Linked DNA regions of Triticum aestivum: region 1 is linked to region 2. A link is a contact called in public Hi-C data. All regions are on one chromosome and are shown on one strand. Each heading gives the region's core, a stretch centred on a gene start, on an enhancer-like site or on the middle of the called end of the contact. The rest is flanking DNA. Distances are from core to core; before and after follow the strand shown.

What was found. A called contact is a pair of places that touch in the nucleus more often than the background predicts.
Region 1: a Hi-C map of root shows a contact between it and region 2, with 8 times the contacts expected there. The contact joins the promoter of LOC123180977 here to the enhancer-like site in region 2. A contact is called at or near these places in 2 of 5 Hi-C or Micro-C datasets (leaf and root).

Annotation. Positions count from the first base shown.
Region 1 is chr1D:202,830,026-202,835,454 of IWGSC CS RefSeq v2.1, forward strand. It overlaps LOC123180977 (E3 ubiquitin-protein ligase WAV3-like), which reads right to left and starts at 3,712. Exons shown (of 2, transcript XM_044593179.1): 1 at 525-3,712. The coding sequence starts at 3,567. The coding sequence ends at 1,516.
Region 2 is chr1D:202,683,708-202,688,608 of IWGSC CS RefSeq v2.1, forward strand. No RefSeq gene overlaps it. Among protein-coding and RNA genes, the nearest start is that of LOC123180975, 18 kb to the left of the region's middle. Within about 2 kb of position 2,559, at least 8 of the 8 cell types and tissues checked have an H3K27ac peak or open chromatin away from gene starts, as enhancers often do. A contact at or near this core is called in leaf and root, where this site is marked.

The DNA of each region.
Region 1 (5,429 bases), core at 2,462-4,961, 150 kb after region 2:
ATTAGATAGCCGGACTCGGTTGGAATGGGTACAGCACTGATACTTCTTTTCTCTGACAGGTACATCACTAATGCTTGATTTTTTTTTCCGAAAAAGAGAATGACCCCCCCCTATGTATCAAGCGATGCACTGATACTTGAAATATGGATTATAGACAGCTTGCGACAAAAAGTATTATATGCACGACACGATGTGAAGAAATTATCACAATATACATTTTTCATGATGAATGCGTATAAACAGATGGAATTAGAAGCATTCCAAATTGCAGACAGGCATACAGATCCTCTCATGTGTGGGATAAAAGCTGACTCGATACTGACCAACGTCTAAATTTTTCCTGAGATTTCTCACATTTGATCAGAAACTTTCTCTCACGTCGATGTCCAGTTGAAATCTCAAAAGTTCTGCACATTTCACATCCTATCTAATCTTTATCGACAACAAGAACAAGGCGATCCTATCCAATCCATTCACTTATGAAGATCGCATACTTCTGACGGAAAAAAGAATTAAGGTCATACCGTTGAGCTCCGACTCCCGGACCTCGACACCGCCCGCATGGATACCGGCGCAGGGGACAGAGCATCCGGCGACTCATCGTCCTCCAACAGTGCCCCCGTAGTGCCACCAGCACGTTGCGCCCGTGAGCGGATGCAGAGCCTTGCAACCAACGCGCGCCAAGCGCGCTCCCATGCCACCGCCATATCTCCAACAAGAACAGATCACGGCTCCATCACAAGCACCGTGTTTTCTGCATAGGTCTCGTCGGGATTGGGCCAGTTGAATCGGTCCGCTGGTCGTGGAGAGAAATCCTTGGTTTTCGTTTGGTTTTTGGGGAGTGGTGGTGTGAGAGCGCGAGGAGGGTGAAAGTAGGGGAGAAATGCAAGGGAGGAGGGAGACGGGGAGGGTGTTTGACTTGTTCCCAACCATGCAGCAAATCTGCCGATGAGTAGATTTTATTGACTCAAAATCAAAATCAAGAATTAAGAGGGTATAATAAACACAATAAACATGTATCCAACTTCTGCATGACGAAGATTCGCCCAACCATCAAAAATGCGCACACACAAAAAATTAAACTAAAGAGCAAACTATACAAGATCAAAGCTCTGCCTACACGAAAAAAAACCCTCCAAAGAAATCAATACAGCGGTTGACGAACTACAACAACGAACCTCCGCACCAACCATTTCTTGGCATCGAAAAGGACAATGAGAGAGATTCTTGGCAACAACACCTCTGGAATGGGAACAACGCTCAAGCATCACGGTCATCAGTCCAACCATCAAAGATCGCCGATGCTCTGATTGCCAGTGCATATTTCGCCCCATCGGGTCAAATTTGTATACTTCATTATTATATATACTATTATTTTTTTAAGTTTGTGGACGAAAAGAATCACATGCAAGCAAAGTTTGTGGACTGTAGAGAGAAGCTCAGTACAGATTATACAAACTTGAAAACCATATCTCTCTGATCAAAGGTCAATCCTGATCCTCTACATCGGTGGGTTCAGTAGTGTGCGCTCCTTCGCCGCTCCTTACTCCTCTGCTGCGACAGCGCCGTCATTTCCCGCGATCTCCGCGATCGGTCCAGCATGTCCATCATCGCCGGCGTCACGTACGAGTAGGACGCCGTGGCGCCCGTCGTAGATATTACCGTCGTGCCAAGGGCCGCCTCTGCCGTGCGGCGCGTCGTCCCGCTGTCGCCTGACATCTGCCGCGACGTCGCGCGCTGCTGCGCGTGCGAGCTCAGCCCTGCCAGCATGTACGCGCGCCCGGACAGCTCGTACCGCCGCCGGTCCGCTACGCGGGTGCTCATCTCCTGCAGATCTCGGGACAACTCTACGCACATGGAGTCCCCTGCTCGGGCCGCCGCCGAGCGCGCGACGGCTCGCTGCCCGCTCTGGAGTATCTCGGCCGCCTCCTCGTGAGCGCCCCGCTCTGCCGCCGCACGAGCCGCGGCGATGCCTTCCGTCGCCGCCAACCGGACGCGCTCCCGCTCGACCTCCGCGGAGCGCTCCAGGCTCACCGCCCGCGAGGGCCTCAGCACCACCGCGTCCTCGCCGTCCACGTTCGTTGGCCGTCCAGTCACCATGTCTCGGTAAGCGCAGCTGACTTGCATCAGGTGGGTGACATCCGTGGTGGATCGGGCCCTCGGCACGTCCATGAGCAGCAAGAAGCGCCTCTCCTCGTCGGCGTACAGCTCGCCGACGTCGATGGAGGCGGAGCGGCCGTCAACGTTGATGTGGCTCCTGTAGCGGCCGGAGTTGACCGACCGGACGCGCACCCCCGATTGCGGGCACGCGATGTCAACGCGCAATTCCTGCACGGCGACGGAGAGGAGCCCCCCGATGCATTGAGCGAATGCGTCCTGGATGTCCGCCTCGTTCTCGATGAACGAGAACGTGCCGCCGGTGGCCTCGGCGATGGTGTGCATCGCCGCCGCGTCGTGGTCGGTGCCGAACCCAAACGTGTGGACAGGCGCGGACCGGTCGCCGGCTCCGGTGTACATGAAGGAAGGCGGCACGAGCGCGTCGTAGTTGGCGTCACGGCCGCGCCTGGGCACGGTGTACGTGTCCTGCCCGTCCGACAGAAGTATCACGCTCGCGACGGCGTTCTTGTGGAGGCGGTCGTCCAGCACCTTGGCGGCCTTGCGGAGGGCGGCCCCGATGTTGGTGCCGCCGCCCGCCGCGAGGGACTGCACGGCGCGCTTCGCCAGGTCCTTCCCGCCGTCCGACTCCGACATGCGCGCGAGCCGCATCAAGCGGTTGGCGCCGGACGAGAAGGACACGACGCAGAGGCGGTCCGCAGGGCCGAGGCTGTCGACGACGAAGCCCATGGCCTGCTTCAGCAGCGCCAGCTTGCTCCCCACCATGCTGCCGCTCACGTCGAGCACGGTGACCAGGTCGATTGGCGCCCGCGCGCGCGACGGCGCCCCTCCGGTGGCCGCGCTACCAGTCCCCGGAGCCCTGGCATGCACAAGCACGGCGAAGTTCTCGTGGGGCGCGTCCCGCGCCAGAGACGAGTACTCGCAGTGCGTGCTGAGCGCCACCGCCAATGACCCGCTGGACGTCGCACTCGCGGCACCATACTGCCGGTCGCCGAGAGGCCGAGGCGCCCGGAGCACCGGGTCGTCGTCGTCGAAGACGCGTGGCTCCATGGGGCGGAAGAACGGCTGTGCCGGCGCGCGCGACGCGGGCGGCGGCTGTGACGGCGTGTAGCTCTTGGAGGAGCGGAAGGACGGCAGGTCGCGGCATCGCGCGCTGCAGAGCGGGCAGGCTTGGCGGCTGCTGGCGAGGCTCCCGGAGACGCAACGGTAGTGGAACTGGTGGGAGCAGTCGGCCGTGAAGCCGCTGCCGCCGCCGCCGCCACGCCGCATGTCGCCATTGCAGATGGCGCAGGTGCTGCTGTTGCTCTCCATTGCCGCCCCTGGCTTGGCTATGGGCCTCTGACCGCAGGCAGAGGAAATTGCGGTGAGAGAGGTTTGACAAATAGTACAAGATGACAGCGATTGCATTATTGCGTTCCCGCACGCTCCGTGTTGAACACGATTTAAATTCATAAACAAGTCATCGGTTGCTGCAGATAAATTACTACTGTAGTATAGTTTAGAAGAATCCACCGCCGAATAAGAATTCCAATGCTGATTTCGTTGACGTGGTAAGTGGTTCTGAATCAGCTCAGCTGCATGCCCCCTTCTTTTGACCGGTACTACGGCCGGCGGGCAACGTGCCGGCCTGAACCGATATCGTAGTACTAACAGAAGACCAAACCACCAAAGCTGTAATTAGTGGCATCTCCAATCGAGCTTCTCGTACCCGTCTCAAACGCCGGACAGGTTGTCCGGTCAAACAATTTTGACCTAATCGAACTTCTCAAACCATGAACAAACGCCCGGGCTGACCGGCACCCCTCGTATCCAGCCCAAATATATGACGGATGTGGGATAGCTCGGGCACGCCGGGGCGCGTCCGCCTAACTGGCATGGCCCACCATCAGCCCCACATCTGTTCCGCAAAAAACCCCAATCCGGGCGCCTCGCTCCGAACCCTAGCTCACTCTCTCGCTCCGTCCTCTCCTCTCCCTCTTCGATTTCGATCCCATTCACTAGGATGTCCAGCTCCGGCAGCGACTCCGGCTCCGAGCTCGACTACGAGGAGGAGATGGCCCTCGCATTGCGCTGAGCGGTCCAAGGCGGAGACTGCGGCAGCTTCGGATCTAGAGCGTCGCCGCAGCTCCCACGCTGGTGCAGCGCGGATGCCGGACTGGATCCTCCCGGCCCTCGCGCAGCGACGCCAGGAGAGCGCAGTCCGCACCGCCCCTGCGCCGTCTCCTTCCCCCGACGACAGCAGCCGCGGGACGGAGGCGCACCCCAACGAGGACGCATGTCTCCTCGCATGGGTCTACCGCCGGCCCCTCACGACGGCCGAGACGGACGCTCGCTGCCTCCAACAGAAGAACGCCAAGTTGCTCCGGCTTGCTATTGAGCAGTCGGAGCGCGAGGCGAAGGAGGCAGCGACGGAGAAGGCTCGGGTCATCAGGTTGACGCGGGAGCAGGATAGGGCAGTCCGTCGGATGAAGGGGCTCGTCGTTCTCTCCGACTCCGACTCCGACGACGGCGACAGGTGCACCTCCTCGTCGGACGACCAAGACCCCCCCCCCCCCCCAAGCCGCGGACGCATATAGCTGTGCCGGCGACCGGAAGGGCAAAGGCCCGACGAGGAAGTGGTGATTCCGCCCCCTCCTCAATGTTTATATCGTTTTTAGTTGTAGAAGGTTAAGAACTTGTCCTATGACGAACTATGATGATTTGGATGTGGCGAAGTTTGTCAATGTCCGTTTGCAGCCGATCTTGTGTTCCGTTGCAGTCGATTTTAGTTGTCCGTCATTTGATCACGTAGAGTAGATCAATGTTGCATGTATAGTATGGATATAAGGCGCCGGATATGAGATACGCGGATACAGAGTGGCAAATATGAGGCGTGCCCGATCATTGCCAGCGGACGCATCCGGGGCGTCCGCGGGCGTTTGAGGGGCCGGATCTGTCCATCTACTTCCCATTTTCAACCGCCGCCAGCGAGCCCATGGGATCTCCCTCCTTCCATCTGCCATCTGGCGGCAGGGAGGTGTGGAGATCCCCGGTGCTTCGGCGTCAGCCTGTAGATAGTTTAGGAATAGTTTTCACGGCGGCGCAGCTTCGATGGCGGCGGTAGCGTCGCTCCGACGAATAAATTTGCCTCGACTTCCCCCATCTTAGTGGTGCTCTCCTGGGCAGCATCGGCAGGTCGATGGCTCGTGTTCCTCTTTGGTTAGTCGGATCAACAAGGTTAGTTTTTTCTTGTCTGGGTAGGCGGTTGTTGTTCCAATTAGGAGCGGCGATGGCGATCTATGCGAGAGGATGATTGTTTCGGTATTGGGTTGGCG
Region 2 (4,901 bases), core at 1,309-3,808:
TTCATACTTTCACTAGTGCAAGTTCTCTCAACAATAATAACATAACTGGATCATATAACTATCCCTCAACATGCAACAAAGAGTCACTCCAAAGTCACTAATAGTGGAGAACAAACGAAGAGATTATTGTAGGGTACGAAACCACCTCAAAGTTATCCTTTCTGATTGATCTATTCGAGAGTCCGTAGTAAAATAACACGAAGCTATTCTTTCCGTTCGATCTATCATAGAGTTCGTACTAGAATAACACCTTAAGACACAAATCAACCAAAACCCTAATGTCACCTAGATACTCCAATGTCACCTCAAGTATCCACGGGTATGATTATACGATATGCATCACACAAACTCAGATTCATCTATTCAACCAACACAAAGAACTTCAAAGAGTGCCCCAAAGTTTCTACCGGAGAGTCAAGACGAAAACGTGTGCCAACCCCTACGCATAAGTTCACAATGTTACGGAACCCGCAAGTTGATCACCAAAACATACATCCAGTGGATCACGTGATATCCCATTGTCACCACAGATAAGCACATGCAAGACATACATCAAGTGTTCTCAAATCCTTAAAGACTCAATCCGATAAGATAACTTCAAAGGGAAAACTCAATCCATTACAAGAGAGTAGAGGGGGAGAAACATCATAAGATCCAACTATAATAGCAAAGCTCGCGATACATCAAGATCACGCCGAATCAAGAACACGAGAGAGAGAGAGATCAAACACATAGCTACTGGTACATACCCTCAGCCCCGAGGGTGAACTACTCCCTCCTCGTCATGGACAGCGCCGGGATGATGAAGATGGCCACCGGTGAGGGATCCCCCCTCTGGCAGGGTGCCGGAACAGGGTCCCGATTGGTTTTTGGTGGCTATAGAGGCTTGCGGCGGCGGAACTCCCGATCTATTCTGCTCCCCGATGTTTTTAGGGTATATGGATATATATAGGTGAAAGAAGTCGGTCAGGGGAGCCACGAGGGACCCACGAGGGTGGGGGGCACGCCCAGGGGGTAGGGCGCGCCTCCCTGCCTCGTGGCTTCCTCGAAGCTTCCCTGACGTCTACTCCAAGTCTCCTGGATTGCTTCCATTCCAAAAATAACTCTCCCGAAGGTTTCATTCCGTTTGGACTCCGTTTGATATTCCTTTTCTTCGAAACACTGAAATAGGCAAGAAAACAACAATTTGGGTTGGGCCTCCGGTTAATAGGTTAGTCCCAAAAATAATATAAAAGTGTTTAGTAAAGCCCATAAACATCCAAAACAGATAATATAATAGCATGAATACTTCATAAATTATAGATACGTTGGAGATGTATCACGAGCAGCTTCATCTCGAAGGCCGCTTCCCCGGCTGCACCACGGGCACTGTCCTTGTGGTCTTCCTCCGTGAGGCGGAGCAGACTGCAGCCATGAGGGCGAGCCCCATAGAAACCGCCTCCCGTCGTGTACACATCCTCCACCACAAATGCCGGCAACAACGCCTTCACCTTCGCTTTCCGCCACATTGTCAGCCTATCGCTGGAGAAAATGCCCCTCGAGCTGTTGGATCGGAGGGGCGTTTCTTCCAACGTGGCTGGCTTTGCTTGCTTGCTCGGCGTTAACCATGTCTGCCTCCATGGGAATGACTTCTCTTGCATCCTCCTCCTGGCCAAAGTCGAGGCTCTCAAGCACATCTCGCACCACCTCACTATCAACCGCATTGATGGCGTCGGCATCTATGCCAACGTCATCATTAACGAAGTCTAGGACGTGGCACGCACGTTGGGCTCCCCCTCCTCCCCTCCGCTTCCACCACATGCTTCGCCCCCTCCCCCGAGGGCAGCGACCACGCCCCTTCTCGCGGGTTGTGCCGTGGCCATGCCAATCCTCGCGCTAAGCGGGCCATCAATGAGAGCATGTTTGACCGCGCCTTCCAACACCCGCACCTGGCCACATTTGGCGACTCCATAGCCATGCTTAAAGTATCTTCCAAACCTAGACTCCAGAGATACACCACCTTCGCCATTCCCACAATCCAGGAGGTCGCACACGAGGACGATGACCGCCTGTGCCTTAAACCTGTCCTCATGGCGGCAGACGTCACGCTTCCGCACACTTCTGTGGCCTTTGATGCCGATACTCCCACATTCACTTTCTCCGTCAAGATGAGCAACCGCCGCTCGGCCTCGGGGGTAGTCCTTGCTGGACAGGCCATTGTAGAACATGGCCGCTTCGTCTGCTTTGATCTCAACCGTGGGATTGTTGAGCATCACAACTGCCGCTCCATCTTGTTCAAGCTCTAGCCTAAAACCATGGCTGGTGAGTTCTGCTCCCGCACCTTGCCTCTGCTGCCCTCAACGAGTGTAAGCACCCGCCAAAAAACACAGTGCCCAGCTCACTAGTGCCAGATGTTGGGCCCCTCCTTTCCCTTGCAGGCGAACCCTCCTTCCCATCACTTAAGCTTCCGCTGGCCGAAATCAGGGTGCAAGCCCACCAAGTGCTAAACACCCGCCCATCTGCACGAGGCCCGTCAGGCCGATCCCGGGCCCTTTTGTGGGCCTGCTCCCAACCGAGTTTCTATCCCCCGTCACCTGCACTAACCTACAACACGCCTCTTGTGCTATCCTCCCCGCTACAGTGGCCACTAGATTCTGCAGTTGCCGCGCTCCTGCATCTGAGCCCGCCGCTGCTGAGCAGCGCTCCTCCCCCCACCCTGCAGCTCTTCCAACCAGCCACCATCACCATCTCAGACGACTCCCTGGCGCCGGATCTGCCGGCTGTGGAGCAAGTGCAGGCCTCTGACGGCCCGCCTGCGGAGGAGGCCCCGAGGGAGACGGTCGATGTGGCCCCCGTTGCCCCGGCTGCCTGCCCCCGCCGTAGCTCACGCATCTAGAAGATGTACGACGGGGTCTTCCTGGGGTCCGTCGAGCGCGCCTCCAAGCACAAGGCCTCGTCCAGCCCGTCTGACAGCGGGGCAGCCCGGCGCCGCTCGCCTGGCCGTAATCGGGGAAAGACCACGAAGGCCGCCGACGTCCTCGAGCTCCCCCTCCGCGATACGTCAAGACCGCTCACCCGTGGCAAGGCCAAGCTCCTTGCTCGCTGCTGCGATTTGAATGAAGCGCTGGTCTTCGCAGATGCCTCCCCCCTGCCGAATCGGGTGAGGCTTCTGCCTCCTCTGAGTCCAATGGATCAACCCATGGATAGTTGCCCTGTTGGAGATGTCTCTGCTCAGCTTCTTTATTGCTATAGTTTGCCAGTAGCTTGCGTCTGTTGTGGCCTGAATCTGCATTTTCCTAGTAGTCTGCATGTAGTAGCTTCTCATATCGATGTATGGCCTCTTGAGGCGTTGTATCTGCATTGTACTGCATGTTTCCCTCTTCACTGCTTTGCTAATCGTGTCATGTACCATGTAAGCTCTCATGAGCACCTCTGTTATCAAGCTATCGATATGTGCTTCACTCTCTGCTCTCTGGAATGTCTTCCTAGTTGTCTCCCCTTGTTTTTATGAGGATCTCTAGTTGGAACGTTAGAGGGCTTGGCGATTCTGACAAATGCACTCTAGTTAAGGATGCTCTCCTGGCTAGTCGATCGTCTGTGGTTTGCTTGCAGGAATCCAAGTTGCAGCAGCTAGACTTGAGGAAGGCGTCCACCTTCCTTCCCTCAGGTTTGAGATCATTCGTGTACATGCCGGCGAATGGCTCCTCAGGCGGACTTGTTCTCACCTGGGACGACAGCGTCGTCCATGGCACAGAGATGGCCAAGAACCATTTCTGCATCACCATGAAGTTCCAATCTACAGACAACAACGACAGCTTTACCCTGTCCACAGTCTATGCGCCTTGTGATAATGAAGACAGACCAGATTTCTTCGAGGCCATGAACCAAGTGTCTCCAATGATTGCTGGTCCGTGGATTCTGATGGGCGATTTCAACATGTATAGATACGCCCATGAAAAATCTTAGGGAAGAAAGAATTGGCCTCTGATGGACACTTTCAACTCCTGGATCAGTCAGAACGCTCTAGATGATATCGACATCTCAAACCACACATTCACCTGGTCGAACAAGAGAATTGAGCCAACCCTCGTCAAGCTGGACAGAATTCTTGTCAATGCTGATTGGAACCTGAGTTTTTTGGACACCATGGCAGCGGCACTTCCCTCAACTACTTCAGATCATGCCCTGATTATTGTAGATTTCTGCAAAAAACACCAGCCTGCCCCTTCTTTAGATTCGAAAATCACTGGTTGCAGATGCTAGCGGCCTGGGAGTTGCTCAGGACTCTCTGGCAAAGAGGTTGCAGGCCCTTTTCCGCGGCTTTGTCCCTTCTCAGCTTCAAATTGAGAAGGCTCAGGGCGGCACTCAGAAAATGGAGCAAGTCCACCACACCCATACAATTAACTTTGGATAATTGTAAACATGTGGTGCAGTTCTTTGATGCAATGGAGGAAAGGAGACACCTATCCAGGCTCGAGCTCGCCCTGAGAAAGCATGCAAACACAAAGGCACAACAACTAATTCTTTGGCAGAGCATGGCCTAGAAGCGGTGAGCTAAGATCAGAGATTGCATCTTGGGTGACGGAAACACTAAGTTTTTTCCATGCCTCTGCTAACTACCATCGTAAAAAGAATCGGGTGAGGCTCCTGGTCGAGAATGGAGTTGAATTCTTCGATGAGCAAGAGAAGTTGAGGATCGCCACAAGTTTCTTCAGTACAATCTTTGGACAACCAAGAATTTCTCTGCCATCACTTGATCCTGCCCAGCTCTATGACCATGCTGATTTGGCAACCCTCGAGGAGCCTTTCACTTGGGGAGAACTGGCATCTGTTATCCAGAAAACTCCCAACAATCGGAGCCCGGGGCTGGATGGATACACGAGTGAGTTTTACAAGGAGTTCAAGGGCTTGCTAAAAGAGGA